2 separate regions of the Sus scrofa genome follow, and region 2 is linked to region 1. A link is a contact called in public promoter capture Hi-C data. All regions are on one chromosome and are shown on one strand. The core of a region is the stretch at or near the end of the contact, and the rest is flanking DNA. Distances in the headings are between cores, read along the strand shown. Region 1 holds the start of SIAE (sialate O-acetylesterase). Region 2 holds the start of ESAM (endothelial cell-selective adhesion molecule).

What was found. Promoter capture Hi-C pulls out the DNA fragments that hold promoters and counts their contacts.
Region 2: a contact with region 1 is called in a promoter capture Hi-C map of liver, with 3 times the contacts expected there. The contact joins the promoter of ESAM here to the promoter of SIAE in region 1. A contact is called at or near these places in 5 of 5 promoter capture datasets (fetal liver, fetal skeletal muscle, liver and 1 more), 26 of 47 Hi-C or Micro-C datasets (alveolar macrophages, blood, brain and 14 more) and 2 of 2 datasets of contacts at active chromatin or transcription factors (alveolar macrophages and skeletal muscle).

Annotation. Positions count from the first base shown.
Region 1 is chr9:51,917,507-51,920,426 of Sscrofa11.1, reverse strand. It overlaps SIAE (sialate O-acetylesterase), which reads left to right and starts at 1,453. Exons shown (of 10, transcript XM_013979526.2): 1 at 1,453-1,697. The coding sequence starts at 1,631. SPA17 (sperm surface protein Sp17) reads right to left here and starts at 1,511. Exons shown (of 5, transcript XM_003130022.3): 1 at 1,367-1,511; 2 at 114-294. The coding sequence starts at 267.
Region 2 is chr9:51,991,028-51,993,947 of Sscrofa11.1, reverse strand. ESAM (endothelial cell-selective adhesion molecule) reads left to right here and starts at 1,533. Exons shown (of 7, transcript XM_005667461.3): 1 at 1,533-1,768. The coding sequence starts at 1,699.

The sequences.
Region 1 (2,920 bases), core at 204-2,703:
AGCTATCTGCCTCATAAAGGCTTTCTGTGTAATAGGAATGGTCTTAAGCAAGTTTTACCATAATCAAAGGCTTAGTCTCTTTTTTTCCAATGCCTATTTTAAAAAAAGCTTACTCTCTCTTTTCTCTAGAAGATTCTCAAAATATGCTGCTGCAAAAGCTGGTATATTGTCGGGTTGCTCCCTCAGAATCTCGCGTGTGAGCCCTTCAAGTAGATTCCCAAATCCTTGTGGAATTCGGTAGTGGGTGTTGGAGAATGGAATCGACATCTCCTTGGAAGGAACTGTCTATTGTACCTAGAGATTCGTTAAAGATACTGTTTTTAAATTTGTCTTATTTTACTTATATAACCACAACTATGACAAATTATTTCTGAGACCCCAAACTTCTGGACTTCAATCCTTTTTACCCCCAACCCAACCCAAGTCTATCCATTGCTTCCAAAGATTTTTGAAATTTTCCCTTATTAGACTGTTAACAGTCTAATTTAATAGGTAAATCATTTTTTAAAATTACAAAAATCACAGATTTTTCACTATAATAAGTATTTTTTCTCACTCTGTCTTTTGAAGACAGAGTAATTTCTGCTATCCCACGGGGATTTAGAGTGATTATTATAAATTCATCTTAAATTGCCGAAAAGGCCCTGTTAAGGGTCTAAAATTAAAAAACAAAAAAACTAGTCCTTGTTAAAACTAACTTGTCGAATAAGTTTCACACAGTCTTTCCCTTAGCTTTCACTTCTGCTGCATGACCTGCAATGCCTCGTCGAAGCATCTGTATACTCTGGAAGGGGCAACGGGGCGGGGGTGCTGGGGGCAAGGTCATGATTTTGCAATTCCAGTCTTCAATGTTTGGGGAGTCTTATATTTTCTGGATTCATCTTGAACAGGTTTCTTTTCCTATCTTGGAATACCAGAGCTAGGTAAGAATAGCTGCTAGGCAGCATGTTGGGCTACTCAGTGTTCAAATAACACTCAGAGACCTGGCTTGTTTGTGTCAACGCTGCCGAGTAAGGTAGGGTCGGGGTCTAGGTTGGGACTACGTGGTTTAGTGAGGCCCAATCTGTAAAGATTTTTTCCCTTTCTCTTTTTGAGGGAACAGGAGATGGGGTATTAAATCATTCTAAGGTGAAAAGGTAGAGACCCTCAACCAAGGTGGGGCGAGGAGAGGGGTCGCAGGGGGAACACAGGTCTAGTCTGAGGCGCGACGTCGAGGATCTGGGATTTCACACTAGCAGAATGGGCTGCTTGGGGGCCAGTTTTCCCTAAGTTTCCCAGAATGCGGCGGGGACCCTGAGAGAATAAGAGAGGCGAAGGGGAAAGCGACGTCTCGATTTCGGAGAGGAAATGGGGTAAACCGCCTCACCTCTTCAATCGCTCTGAGCTGGAGCTGAAAGTTCCGGTTGTTTTTTCTCGTTGCCGGGAAACCGTTCCCCCTCAAACCATTCAACTACGGCGGCCGAGGAGAGCAAGGGCCAGCCCGGCGGCCGCGGACGGCTTCGCGGAATTAATGACCTGAGAAGGGCGGAGTCTGACCTTATCGGCCCTGCGCAGGCCCCGCCCACAAGGCTCCACCTCTGCTGGCGTCCGCACCGCCCCGGCGGCGCAGGGGTGCGCCCTCCTCGCAAACATGGTCGCTCTGGGGTTTGTGTTTGGGTTGGTGCTGTCGTTACTCTTGCCGGCCGACGCAAGTGCAGGTGAGGCGGCCGGGCTCGGCTCGGGCCGACCCCTGTCCGCCCGTCCGCCTATGCGGACTCTGAGTTACTCCGTAGGACGGCCCCCGAGTCCCCTTCTGTAGGTCTGGGACGGAACCCCGGGCCGAAGCCTGGTTCTCCTTGCAAGGCCTAGGCTGCCCCGGCCCGTCCTCTTTCTCCACTCCCTTCCACTGCCTTTATGATGCAGGGAGTGGGAGAGTTGGGTTTATCTAAGCGAGGGAAAGCCCAAATGTGCTCAGACCGAGGCCCTTAGTGTCTCTGAATAATTGCAGGGGAACTCGAAGGGGAGGGGGCGAAGCTAGTTAGATAATATTTGGAAACTGATGACTCAGTCATCCCAAACATTTCAGTGCTGCCCCCTCAGTGGCACCCTTGGGGAGGGTTTCCTTCAGGCTGGGTTCCTTGGGGGAATTAAATTTTACTAGTTTTAAGTGGTGATTAGGGCTAAGAAATACAACCCCCTCACTAGCTCAGAATATTTAAGACTCAGCTTTGATTCCTGCTGCAGCTCGCAGATATTGGTGGTGGGATAATATGCGTGGCATTGAGGAGGAGGGTGACTCACTTTGACTATTGTTCAGGTCATATATTGTTTCGTTTGAATACCCCGGGCTGGACGCTGGGTCACAGCCATGGAGAAACCAGAAGAGGGACCTTGTCCAGAAATGCAAGTAAAGGGATAATGCTGGATTTTTTTTTTTTTTCCCCCTTCTTTATCCGACCACTCAAATAGTGGACCCCAAAGGTCCCTGTTAAGAAAGGAAAGTTGAGGAGTTCCCGTCGTGGCTCAGTGGTTAACGAATCCGACTAGGAACCGTGAGGTTGCGGGTTTGATCCCTGCCCTTGCTCAGTGGGTTAAGGATCCAGCGTTGCCGTGAGCTGTGGTGTAGGTTGCAGACGTGGCTCGGATCCAGCGTTGCTGTGGCTCTGGCGTAGGCCGGTGGCTACAGCTCCGATTGGACCCCTAACCTGGAATCTACATATGCCACGGGAGCGGCCCAAGAAATGGCAAAAAGACCAAAAAAAAAAAAAAAAAAAAAAAAAAAAGTTGAGGTGGGAGAACAGAGTCAAGAAAAATGACTGCAGCTCTGCCTAAGAACCCACACAGTGCCCAGATGCAGACAAACTGCAGCCCATAAATGGTTCTTCAGGGTTTATCAAAAGTGTAAACTAGCAGCACTCTGTGTATCATTTCCTGACTTTTG
Region 2 (2,920 bases), core at 284-2,783, 73 kb before region 1:
TAGAAAAGCCAAACCAACAGCACACTCCCCCCATATATTCAGACCACAAAATCTACTTGACAATTCCAAGTTTGTAGGTCCCCCTACGAAGGAATGAGACTGGCAGTTAGCTATTACTGTTGCTGTCACTGAGTATTAGATTCCAGGCGCTGCATGAGTAGTCTAGTGTTTGCATAGGCAAACCCACTGCATGGCAGGTATTTAAAGAGCAGCCAGCCAGGTCACACGAAGAAGAAGCAGCTGAGAGGCTCTGTGGGGTGCTGTGTAGAAAAAGACCTTGGGCAATGCAGGCTCAAGGACCATAGTCAGTATTAAAACAGCAGAACTCCGTGGCATAAAAGGAATCCAGGAGGCCCGGCTGCTTTTCTTCTCAGTTAACTGCCACCCAGAGCAGGTAGCGCCAGGGATTTGTTATTATGTTTTCTGTCCTCGGTGACCTTTGCTCCGTGGGTTGACCCATACCCGGATGTTCGAAGCATCTTTATTTTGGCTGTTGGACTGGGAAGGCAGAACAGGTGCGTGCCTTTCTGTTAGGGATCTGTGGCCGCCAGAGGGCGCAGAGGTGCCTTCGACGGACTGGCGAGGAGAGGGACGGTTAAATTAAATTTCACAGCGAACAAGATCTATCCCCGGGAATTAAAGGATCAGATCAGGCGTGAGGTGGGATGGGAGGCGGCGAAGATGGGATAAATAAATGGTACTTTGTCCAGTCTACTTTCCCGCAGCGGCTTTTCAGAGTTGAGCGGGGAACTAGGCACCTGTTTCCTCAGTTTCCTGCTCAGCTCCTGGGGTATCCTTGCGTCAGTCATTTCCCTGCTCAGGTTTGCAACAGCAAGCCCCGGGTGACCTTCGGGCTGCGTTTTAGAGCACCTCTAAGAACCTGAGAGAGGCCCCCTTCTCCGCCCACTGGTGAACACTGTCCTAGCGTCCACAGCTGATGCAGCCTCGGGTGGGCGGGGCTCAGGAAGGGATGTGGCACGTGCAGGGATGGGCATCCTTTCCCCAGCCGCTCCCGCAGTCCGTCCTGTCCTGGGCTCCGGGAAACTGGTAGTTTCGGACAGCAAAACCTAGCCCGCGATGCCAGCACGTTGGCCTCTTCCTGCCGTTCCGACCCCCATTTGCAGACCCCCAGTGGTCCCGGGAAAACGCGGCCCCCCTCCTCTCCTCTTAGGCTGAGGACGCGGAACTCCCAAGCCCCGGCTGTTTAGGGTTTGGGTCCGGGTAGCCCCTGGACGTGGGATAATGTGCAAACCTCCCTTCCTTCTTGGCTCCCCTTTCTGTCCCACGCGGGCAGAAGGGCACGGTGCAGTACGATAGTTCAGGACCCTTCTCTTCGGCCCTCGCCTCCAGCTGGCTGTCGGGGCGCCGCGACTCACCTGACATCCCTCTGCGTCCTGACCTGTTGGAGGCCGCGGGATCCGGCCGTCGAAGCGTGAGGAGCGCCCCCTGCGGCGGGTCACCGGCGCGCCGGGCCCAGGAGGACCGCGACCTCTCCGCCCCCTCGAATGCCCCGCCCCCGAGTCCCTGTTGGTCCCCACCCCGCCACCGGCACACACACGCCCAGACTCTGGCCAGAGCTGCACTTGGTGTCAGTGGCCCGGCTCCTGCGTCCGATCCTGCTGTCGTGCAGCCTCAGCACCTGTCGGTCGGTGTGTCCCGGAGCCGGTACCCCTGACTCCATCCGGGCCAGGGAAGGCCATGATTTCCCTGCCCGGGTCCCCCGCGACCAACTTACTGCAGTTTTTGTTCCTGGGGCTGACTACTCTTGGTGAGTGAAACCCTGAACCTGGAAAGGACCTGAGGTGGGAGATGGGGTGAATCCGACCCTGGGGGAGGTGGTTTTGGGCACTGATGAGGAACTGGGTGGGCTGGGATTCCTGTCTTAGACGCTTTCCCTACCCCCACTGCTATTTTCCACCACACAAGGTATCACTGAGTAGTGCTGACTCTGTCCTTGCTGTGTCGGCAAACAGCCACCACTTTGGGCACAGTGTGTGCGGTGAGGGAGAGGGTTAGGACTCAGAACCATTCCTCACCCCCACTGCCCACCTCCACCCAGCAGAGCCGGATGAGCTGAGCTGCTAGATGAGACACTGGCTAAAGAGCTTAAGGACTTAACTCCAGTCCCCCCCCCATCCGTCCCCCCCACTTCCCACCGCTCAAGCTGATGTGCAAGAGCCCCTAGGGAATTCCCTGGTCTCTGGGCTTGACACACCATTTCATGTCAATTCCCCAGCCCAGATCCTCCCTCTTGCCCCCTCCTCCTGCTTCCTGCCCTGGGAATCAAGGGAGGTGCCCCCAAAAGCATGACCGTGAGGTCATTTGGGACACAGGAAATGGAGGAGGGGTTCGAATGCCTGGAGGAGCAGAATTGTGACACCATCCCCCCCCAGAGGTCCACCACCCCTAATCAGTTCCCAGAGCCAAAGGACAAAGGAGTCCCAGAGGAAGGGCGCCTCCTTGGAGCAAGTGCTTGAGGAGTATTGAAGGTGCCCAGGAGCACCCAGAAGCTGGAGGTGGCCCAGTGCAACATCTGGGGAGAAAAGGCCCCTTGGAAACTTAGCTGTTTCACATGCTGCCTCCCAGGCTTTCTTGCCATCCTTCTTCAAGGATTCCTGAATGGGGGTGAAGGGTGGGTTTGTCTGGTGCAGCTATAACTCCCACTTTCAGGCTGGAAGCCACCAGGGCAAGTAAAGCTTGGAAAGATGTAGAGAAAAATTCAACCACAGTGATGGGGACTGAGATGGGAATCACCTAACTCATCTGAGTCCCCTTTAGCCCAGTCTGCTGCAAGGGCATTAGGGGATGAAGTACCCCAGACAAAGTGGGGTTCAAGACCAGCCACAAAAAAGCAGAGACACCTTCCTGCCCCCTAGTCTTGGTGGGCCTGCTCCAGGATCCCTTGACTTCTTAGGCCCCC